4 separate regions of the Sus scrofa genome follow, and all the other regions are linked to region 3. Evidence: chromatin contacts called from public Hi-C and HiChIP or PLAC-seq data. All regions are on one chromosome and are shown on one strand. Each heading gives the region's core, a stretch centred on a gene start, on an enhancer-like site or on the middle of the called end of the contact. The rest is flanking DNA. Distances are from core to core; before and after follow the strand shown. Region 1 holds the start of GID4 (glucose-induced degradation protein 4 homolog). Region 2 holds the start of COPS3 (COP9 signalosome subunit 3). Region 3 holds the start of RAI1 (retinoic acid-induced protein 1). Region 4 holds the start of TOM1L2 (TOM1-like protein 2).

The links. A called contact is a pair of places that touch in the nucleus more often than the background predicts. HiChIP or PLAC-seq counts read pairs in DNA pulled down with a chosen protein or histone mark.
Region 1: a contact with region 3 is called in a Hi-C map of embryonic fibroblasts, with 4 times the contacts expected there. The contact joins the promoter of GID4 here to the promoter of RAI1 in region 3. A contact is called at or near these places in 1 of 5 promoter capture datasets (liver), 8 of 47 Hi-C or Micro-C datasets (alveolar macrophages, embryonic fibroblasts, mesenteric adipose tissue and 4 more) and 2 of 2 datasets of contacts at active chromatin or transcription factors (alveolar macrophages and skeletal muscle).
Region 2: an H3K27ac HiChIP or PLAC-seq map of alveolar macrophages shows a contact between it and region 3. The contact joins the promoter of COPS3 here to the promoter of RAI1 in region 3. A contact is called at or near these places in 1 of 47 Hi-C or Micro-C datasets (liver) and 1 of 2 datasets of contacts at active chromatin or transcription factors (alveolar macrophages).
Region 4: an H3K27ac HiChIP or PLAC-seq map of skeletal muscle shows a contact between it and region 3, with 8 times the contacts expected there. The contact joins the promoter of TOM1L2 here to the promoter of RAI1 in region 3. A contact is called at or near these places in 3 of 47 Hi-C or Micro-C datasets (embryonic fibroblasts, liver and skeletal muscle) and 2 of 2 datasets of contacts at active chromatin or transcription factors (alveolar macrophages and skeletal muscle).

The regions. Positions count from the first base shown.
Region 1 is chr12:60,615,565-60,619,676 of Sscrofa11.1, reverse strand. It overlaps GID4 (glucose-induced degradation protein 4 homolog), which reads left to right and starts at 2,076. Exons shown (of 7, transcript XM_021068018.1): 1 at 2,076-2,257; 2 at 2,259-2,649. The coding sequence starts at 2,166. ATPAF2 (ATP synthase mitochondrial F1 complex assembly factor 2) reads right to left here and starts at 2,035. Exons shown (of 8, transcript XM_021068019.1): 1 at 1,734-2,035. The coding sequence starts at 1,866.
Region 2 is chr12:60,999,679-61,003,639 of Sscrofa11.1, reverse strand. COPS3 (COP9 signalosome subunit 3) reads right to left here and starts at 2,386. Exons shown (of 12, transcript NM_001244149.1): 1 at 2,245-2,386. The coding sequence starts at 2,299.
Region 3 is chr12:60,852,695-60,856,607 of Sscrofa11.1, reverse strand. RAI1 (retinoic acid-induced protein 1) reads left to right here and starts at 1,898. Exons shown (of 5, transcript XM_021068026.1): 1 at 1,898-2,006.
Region 4 is chr12:60,650,119-60,654,303 of Sscrofa11.1, reverse strand. TOM1L2 (TOM1-like protein 2) reads right to left here and starts at 2,151. Exons shown (of 14, transcript XM_021068013.1): 1 at 1,951-2,151. The coding sequence starts at 2,002. DRC3 (dynein regulatory complex subunit 3) reads left to right here and starts at 2,483. Exons shown (of 12, transcript XM_021068003.1): 1 at 2,483-2,816; 2 at 3,176-3,273; 3 at 3,607-3,768. The coding sequence starts at 3,612.

The sequences.
Region 1 (4,112 bases), core at 827-3,326, 240 kb after region 3:
AAATCTGGCCTCACCCATCAGCCCCAGGCCAAACAATAATCCAGGTGGGATCACAGCCCCAACCATAAAGACCCCCCAGGCACACAGCCACCTCTAATCTTGCCCAGAGGCAAAGCCCCACCCACCAAAGTGAAAAGAATCGGCCCCACCTACCAGTGGGCAGGCACCAGTCCCTCCCCTCAGGAAGCGCAAGGCAAGCCCCTGTACCAACTTCAGCCACAAGGGGGGGGGGCAGACATCAGAAGTAAGAGAGGCTACAGCAAAAAAAGACACCACACCAAAAACCTATAAAAATGAAAAGGCAGAGAATTATAATTCAGATAAGAGAGAAAGAAAAAACTCCAGAAAAACAGCTAAAGGATCTGGAGATTATCAGCCTCTAGGAAAAATTCTTTAGACTGATGATGCTGAATATGATGCAAGACATTGGAAATAAACTGAAGGGAAAGACTGATAATTTACAGCAAACATTGAGCAAAAAGTACAAGATTTAAAACTTAAGCAAGCACACATGCAAAATACAATAACTGAGATCAAAGATTCATTAGAAGCAACCAACAGCAGAATGCAGGAGGCAGAAGAACAAATAAACGAGATGGAGGGCAGACTAGTGGAAATCACTGATGTGGAACAGAAAAGAGAAAAAATATCGAAAAGAAATGAAGACAGTCTAAGAGAACTCTGGGACAATGTTAAACACACCAACATCCATATTATAGGGTTGCCAGAAGGAAAAGAGAAAGGAACAGAAAAAATATTTGAAGATATAATAGCCGAAAACTTTCCTAACATGGGAAAGGAACCACTCCCTCAAATCCAGGAAGCACAAGGAGTACCATATAAAATAAACCCAAGGAGGAACACCCCAAGACATGTACTCCTCAAACTGACTAAAATTAAAGCCAAAGAGAAAATAATGAAAGCAGCTAAGGAAAAGAAACAAATAACATATAAGGGAACCCCGATAAGGTTATTAACAGATTTTTCAGCAGAAACTCTGCAGGCCAGAAGGGAGTGGCACGATATACTTAAAGTGATGAAAGGAAAAAACCTCCAACCAAGATTACTTTACCCAGCAAGGCTTTCATTCAGGTTTGAAGGAGAAATCAAAAGCTCTACAGATAAGCAAAAGCTAAGAGAAATCAGCACCACTAAACCAGCTTTACAACAAAGGCTAAAGGAAATCACCTCTGCTCTTACCCTAAAACCCTCTCCCCAGAAGCAATGAAAGAGCCACTACCTTTTAAGCTTCAGAGTCGCAAGTGTAGGAAGAAGGCACGGAGTGTCAACTCCCTAGTAGAGATAGCAGGGGTTGTGGGAGGGCAGTAGGAGGAAGGGCCAGACATCTGCGGACAAAGTGGCCGGGATGGACGACTGAAAGCCTGGGCTCTGGGCTCCTTCAGTGCCAGGGTCGCAGGGACACAGAAAGCCCGGCAGACCCGGCCCTTGCCTCACAAACCTCTCAGAGAGTCTGCTCTGTGACCTTGGCGCGATCCTGACCGAGAATCCTAATATCCCCTGTCGGAGAACAGGAATGACATCTGCTTCCCTAAGAGAAGGGACGAAAGCCGCAGTGCAAAAGCAAACGACTGTCTCCAGCCGCGACGCGCGTGTGCCCTGGGGCGGTCCCTGCCCTTGGGGCGGGGGACTTTCCCCCCGACCTATGACCCTGCTCTGCCACACCGCCCTGCACTGCCCACCCCTCAGCCCGGCTCGGACCTGGCCTCCCTCACCTGCCGGGGGCGCGTACGCCCGGGCGGGGGTCGGGGGACTGGGCCCCCGCCCCTCGGAGGCGATGAGGCCACCCCGGGGCCGGTTCAGGAGGCGGCGTCCCCCGTCCCGCAGCCGGAGGCAGGTCCTCCACATCGCGCGGGGACCTGGGAGGACGACCGCGCAAGATCTGAGGGCAGGACACACGGGACGTAGCGACCTCGCCGCGCACTCGGGACACACGCAGCTTCTCACCGGCCGCCGGCGTCCTCAGCATCCCTGGGCGCCGCCATGTTGTGCACGACACTCGCGGCGCGCCGTCGCCGCGCTCCCCCGCACGCCGCAGCCAATCAGCATCACAAACGCCTCGGCCCCGCCCCCGCACCGCACCTCCGGAAGAAGACTACAAGTCCCAGAGAGCCTCGGCGCCTGCCACGTGCTGTCTCCGCCCGCCAATGGGCGGAAGCGCAGTGCCAGCCTGCTCCCGCCCCACGGCGCGCCCAAGCCAATCGGAAGGGGTGTGTGTGCGAGCGCAGGCGGGGAGGGGGCTCGCTCAGGACCCGGAGGCCCCGCTCGCAGGTCCCGGGGTCCCGGTGGCGGCCGGAGCGCTCGGTCCGCAGGCGGCGGGCAGGTGGACCCCTCCCGCCCCACGCGCGCGCTGGCCTGCCCCCGGCCGCCCTCCTCGGCTCCCGCGCGGCGGCGGCGGCGGTTCCTCCCCCTCCCCCAACCCTGGCTCCGGGGGACCCCGCGATGCCGGTCCGCACCGAGTGTCCCCCGCCGGCCGGTGCCTCGGCCGCTTCGGCCGCCTCGCTCATCCCGCCGCCGCCCATCAACACCCAGCAGCCCGGCGTGGCTACTAGTCTGCTCTACAGCGGCTCCAAGTTCCGCGGCCACCAGAAGAGCAAGGGGAACTCGTACGACGTGGAGGTGGTGCTGCAGGTGAGTGCCGGGGCCGGGCCTCTCGCGGCGCCCACGGGCCGGGCCTCGCCGCCGCCGCCTCGAGCCCGCGGCCGCCGACAGGCCTTCGGTCGGCCTCCCCCGCCCCGGCCTGCCCGGAGCCCCACCGGGCCCAAGCCGGCAATCGGCCGCCTCAGACCCGGCCCTTCTTCCCTGTGGCCTGTCGCCCCAGGACCAGCTCTTCCTCCAGCCCCTCTCCGACCCTGTCGAGCTCTCCAGTGGCTTCCCCTGATTCGGGACCCTCCCAGACCCGAGGCGTGCCTCCTCGCCACGCTTTCCTCGTCCCCCCGGGAAGCCTCAGGCCCTGGGGCCCGCCTCCTCCTGCTGGGATTTCCTCCTTGTCAGAGCTTAGTCAGCCGCCTCCCTCCGTCGTCCCCTGAGCCCGAGACCCCCCCCCCCCCAGCCCACCCTGGTTCCTGCCCCACCCCTCAGGCCGGGCCCTCTGAGTCTGTTGGGAGCTGGCCTGGGAGCCTCTTCCTGGCCAGGCCTCCTGCCCAGGCTTCTCAGAGTCCCTTCCCCGGTTCCCTGGCCACTTCCAGTCCACTCCCAGTCTCTCTGGCCTGTCTGCCCAGACCTCCCCGTCCGGTATCTGTGTTCTCCTCCTTCCTGGTTCCAGCAGACCTGCTTTCTGTCTTCTTGGCTTTTATCTACACAGCCAGGACCTCCTCCAGGTCTCTGATACCCAAGTACTGGGAAACGTTACTCACCCAGCGTTATTTCTCATACGCTGTTTCCTTCCCCGTGTTGACCTGGATCCCCGGATCCTTCCAGTTGGAGGCCAAGCGGAAATTCTGACCTGCAGGGAGAGGGTGTCCACCCCCTCCCCCATGTGACCTGGATCGCAGAGCACCTGCTGCCGGCCCCCAGTGGCTTTGGAACTGCAGCTTCACTGGTCCTGGCCCTTTCCTGCACCGCACCCCTCTCCTGCAAATGGGAGCACACTTGATAGCAGTGGTTAAAGCTTCTTTTTATCTCTTTTCCTAGAAAATTGTTCCTTCTCTTCAGCCACCCTGGCCTGCACCAGGACCCACCTACCCTCTGCCTCTGCCCCTTTGTCTTTAGCCTGATACCCCACCCCCTAGGCTGCCTCCAAAAGCCCCCTGAAGTCTGTCCCCTTGAAAGTCCCTCCAGCAGCTTCGAGTCCTGGCTGCTGCCTTCTGCTCCCATGAGTGAGCACAGAACGCAGGATGTGTCTTTTCCTTCCCCTTGTCCTTTGCCCTCTGATAAATTTGAATCTTAAGACGGCCTCTCTTTGGAGCCAGTAGGACTCACAGCAAAGGGACCTTTTTGTTGTTGTTGCTCCCGGAGTATTCCTCAGCCTCTGTTCTCTTGCTGCGTTGTGGGAATAAGTAACTCCTTGTGATGGGGAAAACCCTGCCGCCACGTTCATCGTCTCTCTGGTCTATAAACCGGCACGTCTGAGATAAGCCACGATGTTTGTTGTA
Region 2 (3,961 bases), core at 1,137-3,636, 150 kb before region 3:
TTAAAATCCAAGTGACTGTAGTTACTTTGATACCTTCTAGAACTTCTTACGATACTTTTAAATTTTTACCAAAAATAAAGGAAACATTCCATTATTATCACACTCACTGCAAAACAAAAAGTCCGTGATCTCTCTCGGCATCATCTTCCAAGATAAAAACGCAAGGAGATCCCGTTGTGGCTCAGCAGTAACGAATCTGACTAGTTTCTAAGAGGATTCAGGTTCGATCCCTGGCCTCACTCAGTGGGCTAAGGATCTGGCACTGCTGTGAGCTGTGGTGCAGATTGGCAGCTGCAGCTCTGATTCGACCCCTAGCCTGGGAACGTGCATATGCCCTTAAAAAAAAGCAAACACAAAACCAAAGGTAACAATACAAGATGAACTGGGAGATAACTCACTGTCATTTTTTTTTGAGGGGGGACGCCCGCACATATATATGGAAGTTCCCATGCCAGGGGTCGCATCCAAGCTGCAGCTGCCGGCCTCCACCACAGCCAGTCAACGAGGCTTCGGAGCCGTGTCTGCGACCTACACCACAGCTCACGGCAACTCGGGATCCTTAACCCACTGAGCGGAGCCCAGGATAGAACCTGCATCCTCCTGGATACTAAGGATTCATTTCCGCCACACCACAAAGGGAACTCCCAACTCATCATAATCCTATTAGCGATCTCACTGGCAGAAATGAGGCAGCTTCTTCCAGTTAAACAATCCACCACTTTAAAAACCCCCACTAATTCACATATGCTCGCAATGATTTGAATCACCCAGAAACAAGGATTTCTTTTTTCTTTTTTTGTCTTTTTGCCATTTCTAGGGCCGCTCCCGCGGCATATGGAGGTTCCCAGGCTAGGGGTTCAATCGGAGCTGTAGCCGCCGGCCTACACCAGAGCCACAACAACTCGGGATCCGAGCCGTGTCTGCAATCTGCACCACAGCTTACAGTAACGCCGGATCCTCAACCCACTGAGCGAGGCCAGGGATCGAACCCACAACCTCAAGGTTCCCAGTCGGATTCGTCAACCACTGAGCCACGACGGGAACTCCGAAACAAGGACTTCAAGTCCATTATTTCCCCTAGTTAACTAAGCAATCCTGAGTTGAGACCTAAGAGAAATGCTGGGTCGCCATGAAGCCACATGGCAGTGAGGCAGTGAAGCAGGGAGAGCAGACCTGAGTGTCATGAGCAGCATGTGAAATCTGCCCAGCCAGACGAGTGGCCAGAGAAAGCTGACACATTCCCTTCACTTAAGGTCCCCGTCAGAAAATCCTGAATAAGAGTAAACAGAAAGGCATTCACGTTTGCTATTCGGCAAAGAGGCACAGAAGGTGCCCCTGCCTGGCCAACTGCTCCTACAGCAGCAACTGCACAGAGCGTGTGTGCAAAGCTCGCAGCTGCCTGCCCCCCCGCGTGCTGCTCACAACCACCGCCTGAGTTCTGTTTTGCAAATAAGAAAACTGGCCCAGGGAAATTAGGCGGCTGGCACAGAGTGACTGAAACAGGACTCCAAGGCAAGGCGTCTAGGCACCCTGCACCGCGGGAAGCAGAAACTAAGGTCTGGGCACAAATGAGCGAATGGGTGGCTCCCAGGCTGTGCCTTAACTACCAACCTAACTCCTACCAGTAACGAGGGAAAGAAACAGAAGAGCGCGCTGAGCAGCGCGCCACAGCTCAGCTAACCTCGGGACGGCGAGCTGGACAGCACCTGCCCTGCGTACACACGGGGACAACACTCAGCAGAGGAGGGGTGCCTGTCCAAGGTCACGGGCGCTGCTACAGTTTGAACGGTTCCTCCCACTCAGCCCTAACAACTCAGCGGAGAGGGGCTATTTCACCAACAAGCAACGTGAGGCAAAGGACCTCACAGCAGCGGCCAATTACTTTAATTCCCGGCCAGGGCTCGATACTCAGGGGACGAGATGAACGAACCAACGGCGTGAAAATTAGAGGCAAAGGAACAACGGTCACGACCCCGCCCCCGGGAGGGAACCTGGAGCCAGAGCCCCCGAGGGTCGGGCGCCCCGAGGCGCAAGAGGGCGGGCTGCGCGGCCGGGTCGGAAGGGGCTGCGGGGAGCCGCGAGGTCGGGGCCCCGGCGGCGGGGGATGGAGGAGGGGGCCGGACTCCGACGGCGGGGGTCGGCGTGAAGGCGGAGGGGCCCCCGGCTCGCGCGCCTGTCAGCCCCGACGCCGAGCGCCGCGACCCCGGCCGAGCCCCGGGCGCCGGCCCGCGCCCACCGCCTCACCTTGGGCGGAGAGCTGGCGGACGCTGTTGACGAACTGCTCCAGGGCGGAGGCCATGTTCCCGGCGGCCCGGCAGCGGAGACGGCGCGCGCGGGACGAGGGCCGGCGACCCACCGAGGGCCTCGATGCGGTGACGTCACTTCCGCCGCCCCGGCCCCGCGAGATCTCGCCTCGCCCGGGGCGCTGTTTCCATGGAGCCGCTTCCGGTGCGGCCGCGCGGGACGCGGCTCGCCTTCCCTTCCGTCTCGCCGGTGCGCAGGTGAAACCGCTCCGCGTCGGTGATGGGACGGCGGACGAGCGAAGGAGCGCAATCCAGAGCTAGGCGCCCTCTTTCCGGGTTTCGCTGGGAAGGAGCCGCCGCTTTCCACCTGCCCGGATCCTTCAGGCCGCCATTCCTCCCTGAGGCTTTTCCTGTGACTCCGGCCGGGCAGGCAGCCTGGGCTCACCTCCCTCTTTTACCACTTAGTTGCCGCGTGACTTTGGGCGAATTCCTCGGCTGCTTTCCCTCGTTTCCCATCTGTAAAAGGCTCACGATGCACCACCCCGTAGGGCACTTCGAGCCGCGCCCAACACCTAGAGACGTGAGTCTTCACTCAGCGTAGACGCGGAATGGCCTGCATGGACCCGTCCCTCCTCCGCTGGTTCTCAGAGCGCTTTGTTCCTGTCACTTGCACTCTTGCGGAAATGTGTTCCGAACCCACCCCGTGTCCGTGGCTCATACAGGGCGTGAAGTTCCTTGAGGTCGGATACCTGTCTTACCCACCCCTGTTCCCCCTGAGGATTTAGCACAGGATTTGGTGCGTGATAGGGAATGAGTAAAGAAACATACCTTTTAAACTTCCTCCAACGCACATTTATTTCCTGAGCATCTGCAGTGTTCTGTGCCAGGCGCTAGAGATACACTGGACACAAGAATCCTCATAATCCACGGGCCTTGCAGCCAGCAAGCAAATAGAGACCCTAGCAAAGAGACCAGTGCTCTGAAGGAATGAAACAAGGTTCTAGAAGATGATACAACAAGGGAGCTTGGGGCTCAGCGGTTACAAACCTGACTAGTATCCCTGAGGACATGATTGGATCCCTGGCCTTGCTCAGCGGGTTAAGGATCTGGCATTGCTGTGAGCTGTGGTGTAGGCCGGCAGCTGCAGCTCTGATTCGACCCCTAGCCTGGGAACTTCCATATGCCACAGCTAGGGCCCTAAAAAGCCAAAAAATAAAAAAATAAAAAAGCAAAATACAAGAAAACAAAAACACAAGGAAACTGACCTACCCAGGGAATGACAGGGACCTTTTTTTCGTTTGGAGGAAAGGACACAGACTGATCTCTGAAGAACGAGTAGGGATTTCCCTAAGTGGGAGGAGCGTGTGTGCTTTCCCTGCACTGGGGGAGAGCACATGAGAGGGAGGAGGACAGGAGATGACAGTGGTTGGAGAGGGCAGTGCGACGGGGGTGGAAAGACAGGCAGGGACCACACCAGGTAAACGGTGTTTTGTTTCAAGGCCGCACCTGCAGTGTATGGAGGTTCCCAGGCTAGGGGTTGAATTGGAGCTGCAGCTGCCGGCCCACACCACAGCCACAGCAACTCAAGGATCCGAGCTGTGTCTGCGACCTACACCATAGCTCACGGCAACACCAGATCGTTAGCCCACTGAGCGAGGCCAGGGACCGAACCTGCAACCTCATGGTTCCTACTCTGATTTGTTTCTGCTGCGCCAGGA
Region 3 (3,913 bases), core at 649-3,148:
TCCCTGGATTCTCCTGGGGCGGGGTGGGGGGGAGGCAGGGAGGGCAGGAGAGTGGAGACAGCAGGGGGTGGAAAGGGACAGAGAGCCTGGGGGAATGAAAGGGCCAGTCCCTCTCCTCCAGCCTGTGATCTAAAGCACAAACAGCGGTCCCTGCCTCCAGGTGAAACTCGCAGCACACCTGCCTCCTCTGGGCCTCCCAGGAACTCAGGAAGTAGGTGCTACTATTATCCCCATTTTGCAGATGAGGAAACGGAGTCTCAGCAGGGTAACTAGTTTTTCCAAAGCCTCCCAGCTGGCACAGAGGAGCCAGACTTAGAAACCGGGTCTGTCTCCCCCACAACAGGTGTTTCGAACTAGATTGAGAGAGCGCCGTCCACCCTGACCCTGCTTCCGTCGGCTCTTGACCTGCCCTCGGAGGTGGGTGGCCGAGCTGGTGGGAAGCGCTCTGGAGGCAGGTCTCGGCTGGGTCACTTTAGCCTGAGACCCTGAACAGATGACTTGGGCACCTGTGCCTCAGTCTCCCCATAAGTAAATTGTGAGGGGTTCCAGGATCAGAGGCAGTAACCTGTAGCAGGGGACAGTCCCTGTCACGGAGTAAAGCCACCGTGGCCACATGCCGCCTTACCTTAAGGGAAGGAGGCTGATGTCCAGGGGACCTCACGGCCAGCCCCAGGTCCCCTGAGAGCATCGATGCCTTGACACCCCTCCCCGACTCATAGGACCCAATGTGCCCTGAGGGTGGTGGGTGGGGTGGAGGGTCTTCTGCCTGAGCTGGCTGAGCGAGGCCTTGGAGGGGGACTGTCATGTGTCCGGAAGTTCACTCATTCATTCAACAATCCTCCCCTTAGGCTGAGCCAGGGGCACTAGAACTGCATCCAGATTCCTCCCGGGGCCCTGGGGTAGCCTTGAAAACCTTGGTCCTTTGCGTGGTGTGCCCACTGCCTGTCCTCTGGTTGCCAATAAGCTCTCTCCTGCCTCAGGGCCTTTGCACTTGCGCTTCCTTCTGCCAGGAATGCTGTTCCTGGCTCTGCCAGGAGGGTTCCTTCCTGCCAGTCCGTTCCCCGGGCCTCCTCCCCGCCCCACTCAGCTTGGTAGCCCCTATTCCTCCCTTCACCTGCTTCTTTTCTTCCTAGCACGCATCACTCCCTGGAATTATCTTCGTGATGTGTGCAAGCATTTGTATGCTGTCTGTCTCTTCCCGCCAGGATGCCAGCTCCGTGATGGCAGGGACCGCTTGTCTCTGCTGCGTCTGCGCCCAGCAAGGTGCCAGCAAGCGAGGAAATCTGTTCGCAGCCTCTTGAGTTTAGAGGTCGCAGTGCTTCCCAGACTGCAAAGCGGAGGGCACGGAGGGCCGCGGACCCGGCCGGAGGGCGGGAGCGCTGGACGGCCGGCCGGCCGGCCGGCCGGGGCAGGGCCGCCACCTCCGCCGGAGGTTCCAGCCCCGACCCCAGGCCGCCGAGACCTTGAGGCCTCCCCGGGGTCCCCCGCCGAGCCCCCTCCCCCCAGGCCCGCGGGCGAGCGCGCGCCGCCAGGGGGCGCTGTCGGGGCGCGAGGCCCACCTGGCGCCCGGGCGGCGAGCGAGCGCAGCCAGGCGGCCGGGAACTTTTCTCCCCGCGCTCTCGCCGCCTTCTCCCCCCGCGCGCCGCCCGCCGCCCGCTCTTCCTGCGCGGAGGGGACCGCATTTCCCCGCGGCCCTGCGACGCCAGCAGGCCCGGCGGTGCGCGGCCAGGGCTCGCTCCCCGCGCCCCGGGCGCCGCCCCCGCCCGCGGCTGCGCTCGGAAGGCGAGGTGCGGAGCGAGGCGCGGCCCGGGCGAGAGCGCGCCGAGCAGGCCGCCCTGCCCGCCGCCCGAGCGCGGGCGCGAGGAGGGGGCGCCGCGGCCCACCCTCCTTCCTGCCTGGCCGCGGGCCGGCCGGGCCGCCGCGCCCCGACCCCCATGGCCGCCCGGGCCTCCGGGCCGCGAAGTCACAGCTCCAGAGCCCGGGCCCCCGAGTGAGCGCGCGCCGAGGTGAGCACCCAGCGCCGGGGCGGGCGCGCGGGGGGCCGCGAGGAAGTCGCTTTGTGTGCGGGGGGCGCCAGGTTACCGGAGGGCCGTCCCGGGAGCTGCGGGTGGGGGCGCCCCGCGCCGCGGGCCGGGGCCGGTGCGTGGCGTGGGGCGCGAGGAGCGAGGGTCGGGCGTGCGGGGGCAGTGCGCGCACGGTGGCGCGGGGGGTCCGCCGAGCGCGGGGTGGGGACCGGGCATTCGCACGGCGCGGGGGCCGGAGGCGAGCTTTGTGAGTGCGTCGGGGGGGGGGCGGGGAGCCGACTTCTCCGGGGGGGACTCGGGGCCTGGCGGGGCCACGGCGTGGGAGCCCGCGCCTCGAGGGCCGTGCCGGGAGGTGCGGCGCGCGGGGCTCTCGGCCGGACCCCCAAATGGGCAGCGGCGCCCGCGGCCTGTGCGCAGGCCGCGCGACCCGGCAGGAAGAGGCCCCGGAGGCCGGGGAGCCCGGACGCGGCCAGGCCCCGGGCGCGCGGGCCTTTCAGGGGTGACGTCACGGTGGGGGCTCCGGCCACGCGAGTCCCGCGTCCCCGGACGGCGGCGCGCCGGCCGAGGGCATGACCCGCTCCCGGGAGGCAGGGGACCCGGGGGGGGGGAGGACGCGGGGGCCGGGCGCCGGGCGGCGGCGTCGAGCGGGGGCGACGGGGTGGCAGGACGCGGGGGTGACATTTGGAGACTTGGTCGCCAGGGCCCGCCGCGGAGGGGCGGAGGGGAAGCGAAACACCAGGCAGGCCCGAGGCCGCGGCGGCCCCAGCTTCCTGGGCGCCTGTTTTCCCAGCGAGCGGTTTCCCTTCTTGGGCTCTCGGTCCGCCCCCAATCCACGCCGGGGGCCGGGGCCGGGGCCGGAGCGCGGCCCGAGCCGTGCCCGCCTCCAGGGAGCCCCCGAGGCGCGGGCGCCGGGGTCTCTGCCCTGAACCGAGGCCGCCGAGTGTAACAATGCGCTCTTGGGGGGCTGGGGGAGGGGAGGCAGCGCCGGAACGGCGACCCGGGCCCCGAGCCGCCCGGGGCCTCGGCAGGCGCCGATGCGGACCCACGCGGGACCCGTGCCGTTCTCCGCATCCGCCCCCCCCCCCGCGCCCCGTCTGTCGCGCAACGCAGCGGCGTGGTGGGGATTCAAGGGCATTGCATCTGGTTGCAATCCAGTTTCATGCCGCTGCTGGGCTGTTAAGACCTCGCGCTGACGTCAGAGCAGGGGAATTACTTTTTATTTTATCTTCTCTCAGTCGTCTGCTGCCCTGGGAGGGGAGCGGGGCGGGGGGGGTGTAGGCGAGCTCGGATGTGGAGGCGCCAGCGCCGTGGGCGCCCCAGGCCGCGGCTCTGCTCCTCTCCCGCCCCAGGCTCTGTTCAGACCTGGCTCTGCCCAGGGTCGGGCGCACCCTGGGTGGGGGCAGCCCTCGATGCAGACTCAGCGGAGGCCCCTCCCGACTGACCACACAGCTGCATTTCCAGAGGCTTCCCTGGGACGTGGCCTCAGGATCTGGAAGCTGGAACGCAATCTTCGTTTCCCACCCCTCCCCCATGACAGCCGGGGGTCTGAGGGCCCCCGGAGCTTCCTGCAGGGAATCCTTAGGAGAAGTGGCCTTCTGGGTGACTCAGAGGAGAAGACACAGACATTCTGGTTTGGGGGAGGCTCGACCCCAAACCTCTGGCAAGGGCTCTCACAGCCAGAAGCCTTGGAAGGAGGGCGAGTGTGCCAGGGGGTGGTGGAGGCCCAGAAGCCCACAGCCAGGCGCCTGTCTAGCTTCTAAACAGAAGGAGGTCACCTTCCTGGCAAGCGTCTTTCCCTCCCTGGAGACCAGGAGGGCCCCATAGGCAGGGCCCCTGCTCAATTCTCCTTAGACTCTTTTTTTTTTTTTTTTTTTTGGTGGCGCCCATGG
Region 4 (4,185 bases), core at 902-3,401, 200 kb after region 3:
TGCCCCAGGCGCAGGGGCCTCTTCTCTGCCTGGGCGGTTCCCACCCTCACAAACAGCCCTCAGTCTCAAGGGCACAGGGCCCACTCCTCCGGACCCCCTGGCAGCACTTCTGTCCCCTGAGCACAGCTAAGGCGGCCTTCCTTCTGTCATCACTGTCCCATGCATCTGTGTTCCCTCCCTGACACCAGCAAGCCCAGCTGTGAAATCCGGGTCCCGCTCGCTGGCTGAGCCTCAGTTTCCCCATCCCTAAAGCGGGAAGGACAATAAAACCCACTTCACGGAGCAGCTGCACAACTGCTGGGGGATTCGGCTGTTACCCGATGCCGGCGTGGCTGCTGTTTCCCTTCTGCGCTGCCCTGCGAACGGCCCCCGGCACGTGCTTTTAAGGAACACTACCCACACGACGCGTCTCGAGAGTCAATTCTACACTCAGTCACAACAACGCAAAACATACCCAGAGCCTCCTCGCGGCCTCTAGGCATCTACCCGAACGGAAGTGGCTCACTGGCAGGGAGGAGGCTCCGCTCCCTTCGTGGTCCAGGGTCCCGTTCGAGGGCCGGCAGACCCGGGGGCCTGTCCAGAGGTGGGCTGGCTGTCCCACACTCCAGAGAGAAGATTCGCCTGCCTGAGTCATCCTGATAATAACGGCGGCAGCTCCGACGAACTGAGCCTCGACTGTGTTCCAGGCACATCCATCATCTCACCGAAACCCGCACCACCCTGAATACACAGCACCCTGCCTCCACTTCCCTCTGGAGCAAACCCAGGCTCAGCGGGGTGCCCAGGATTTGGGGGTCCGGGGCTGAACTGGGCGTGGCGCCAACGCAGGTCTTCCCGAGGGAAGCCTCACGCTCTCTGCACCTGCACACCCCTCATATCCGCACGTTTTAAATCCTCTTTAACGTACACACCCCGTCAACGACCTCGGCACTTCAAAGGTGCAGAGCTTCTTACTGCACAGGAGCCAGAAAAAGGGAAAAAGCTCCCCCCAAGTCCACGGGTCCCTCCGACAGCTGACGGGAGTTGGCTTCCCAACTGAGAAATGAGTTTCTGGAATCAGGATGCAGCGGGGGAGCAGCTGAGGAAGAAGGAAGGGGCAGCAGTGGGCACGGGCCAGAAGAGACTCATCCAGCGCCCAGTCCGTCACCACGTCGGAGCCCCCACACCACGGACACGAGAAAGGCTCCCAAACGCCCGCCGGCCCACCCGAGATGCCTCAGGGCTTTCCCAGGCCCCGGCAAGGCTGAAAAGTAGGCAGAAAAGAACCACGTCACCACTGACCCAGCCAGGCTGGCGAGGACGCCAAAGGTCCCTGCTCACCAAAGACGTTGTTCCAGACCTTCCTCCAACCAGCAGGATCCAGTTTTCAAAGAAACCAATCAACACTCTTGACCGAGGGCACTCGGCCTAAGCTCCAGCCTCGGCTGGAAAGGCAAGTTGCTTTTTGCAGCAAGCAGAGTCCACTGGCCCCCGGCCCTCTGGTGGTCCTCACCCACACCTCGGGCGCTCCCCCGGGGATGCTGGTCATCCCGGCGCCCACACAGGCTCAGGCCGGCGAGCACCCCTCTATCTGTCCCCGAAGATTTCCGCGTTGGCAAATGTAAGAACGCGCGGAAGCAACAGCCGGGGGCAGGGACGAGCACAGGGGACATCAGCTCCCGCCTCTGACAGACGGGGCACTTCAGACCGGACCGGGCAGTGACTCGCACAAGGTCACAGGGGGTCGGCGGCCAGGCCCCGCGGGCGCCCCGCGAGCAGGCCGCCCCCTTTCCCGAGGTGGGGCAGGTTGCCCCCCACCGTGTCCTCAAGAGCGCGCCGGCCTCCCGCTCCCCCGAGGGCTGCTCGACCCCGGCCGGCGCTGTCGCGGGGGGGAGGGGGGTGCTGGGCCCTGCCGCGCAGGGACGCGCGGAGCCTCGCCCAGGCCTCGGGGCGCCGCTGTGGGGGCCTTACCGAGGCACTGCCCCACCGGGGTGCTGAACGGGTTCCCCAGGAGGAACTCCATCTTGGGCGGACGGCTCGGCAGGGGCCGGAGCGAGTCAGCCGCCGGGTCTCCGCGTCCCCCGCCGCGCTCCCGGCCAGACTGACACTTGCCCCCGCCCCACCCTCCGGAACGCCGGCGCCCGTCCCAGCCCCACCCCGCCACGTTACTATTGGGCGACGGCTGCCCTGCCCTCTTCCGATTGGCCCCTACACCTCCCTCAGCGAATCCCCGCCCACCCTGCCGCGTCCGATTGGGCGGGGTCGCGAGCTAGGTCACAGGAATCTCCGTCACCTCCCCTGGCCCGCCTCCGAACGAAAGTCTGTGTATGTTGATTCACCTGTATATTGGTCAATCGAAGGAGTCCTTACTGTTATTGGGCAAAAGACGAGTCAGTCACGTAGGTAGGGGGCGGGGATACCAAGTTCCCCGCCCGTAGAAACCGCTGATTGGACAAGTATTTGTTTTCTCTACAGCGGATTGGTGCCGGGAGGCTTTCCCCGCCCAGAAATGTGATCACGTGGCCGTCAACTTTCACCCAGGATGTCTAGCCCCAGACTCTCCCTAGCAACGGAGTGCGGCTCCTGGTTCCCCTAGCAACCGGTCGCTGAGGAAAGGAGCCCGCCGGGAACTGCGCAGAAGCTGAGAATCTGGGGCTGAAACTCAAAGGCTGCGGGAGGACCTGACCTTTTCCCGGAGGAGCCCGCCGGCCGCCCCACCTGGAGGAGGGCCCAGGCCCCCTGGCAGCCTCCTCCCGGCCTCGGTGGAAAAGGACCTGGGGAAACGTTCCCTCTGGGCACAGGCCCCAAATACACACAGGCCTCCAACCCAGAGAGAGGTACCCTGGCCTAGCGATACCTCTTCAAGAGGGCATCACGGACCCTCGCTCCCACCTCTCCACTGCCGCTAACTTGTTCCTCTTGCTTAGTTAGACCTAATCTTCCTCTTGGTGAAGACTTGTGGCTTTGGATGTGGATGCCGAGTCCATGTCTGTCCCTTCCCCAGCCTCAGTTTCCCTTTCTGGGAAATTAGGGCTTTAGGGCTCCCCTCTCTCATGGCTCCTGGAGCTGGCCTGTCATTTAACACCAAGTGTGCACTGGCACCCAGTGACATAGGGTAAATGGTGCGTTTTCTCTTTCTGATTCATGGCCAATAGGGGCTCTATTTTTCAGGTCCAGTTGGACAATTGTTTTGCAGGACAATTCTGGATCTGGTTCTCTGTGAGGAGGCGACTGTGGTGACAGTGGGGTAAAACTCTCTGCGACTTCCCCCACCTACAACGACACTATTGTCAGGCAAGTCACCAAGGACCCTTGATGGGTGGTAGATTATAAACTCCCCGCAGCTGAGCTGCAGAGGCTACACAGAACACTGTGGGCACCAGGGCCGTGGCGAGGTCACAACCGTGGTTGTGGGGCCAAGAGGTGCAGCCTTGCTGGTGGGTGCCAGGCAGGCTGGGTGCCCGTGGGGCCCTGGAGCAGCCCAGGTGCGGCAGCCAAGGGTGGGAGGGGACCGACCTCAGAGTGTCCGTGGCCACCATGACGCCCCAGGGCGCTGTGAAAGGACCCCAGCCCGACCGCCAAGGGAGGCCGGGAAGCAGCCTGGGGAAGAGACATGGTGTTTTCCAGGGAGGATGAGCCGCCTGGGGGACGTGGAGCCCAGGGTGATCGACGACCACATGCTCAAGCAGGCCGTGGGGGAGCAGGGCCCCCAGGAGGAGGCTGGGCAGCTGGCCAAGCAGGAGGGCGTCCTCTTCAAGGACGTCCTGTCCCTGCAGCTGGACTTCCAGAGTGCGTATCCTGGCGGGGCGGGCGCCGGGCAGCCCCAAGTTCCTGCCCAGTCCGTGGTCCTGCCGGGGCAGGAGGCGCAGGACCAGCACCAGGGGCTGTAAAGCGCTGGGTGCCCTTAGCTCTTGAGCACCCAGAGCCCCCCGACTCTGAATACGAGCAGGAAAGGGGACATTCTCCCACTCTCCCACTCGTGGACCACTTGGGCAAGTTCCCAAGGGCGGGGGAGCTTAGGAAGGTGGGCCCGCGTGGTCAGGAAGGCAGGGAGGGGTGCCGCGCTGGGGAGAAGCTTCAGAGGAAGGGCCCGAAACAGGAGGGCAGGGCCCGCAGGAGCCAGGGCAGCCTGGTGGGAGACGTGCCTGCGACCTGGCAGATCCTGTGTCCCATCTGCGAGCCCGGGTGACGGCAGGCCCTGTCTCC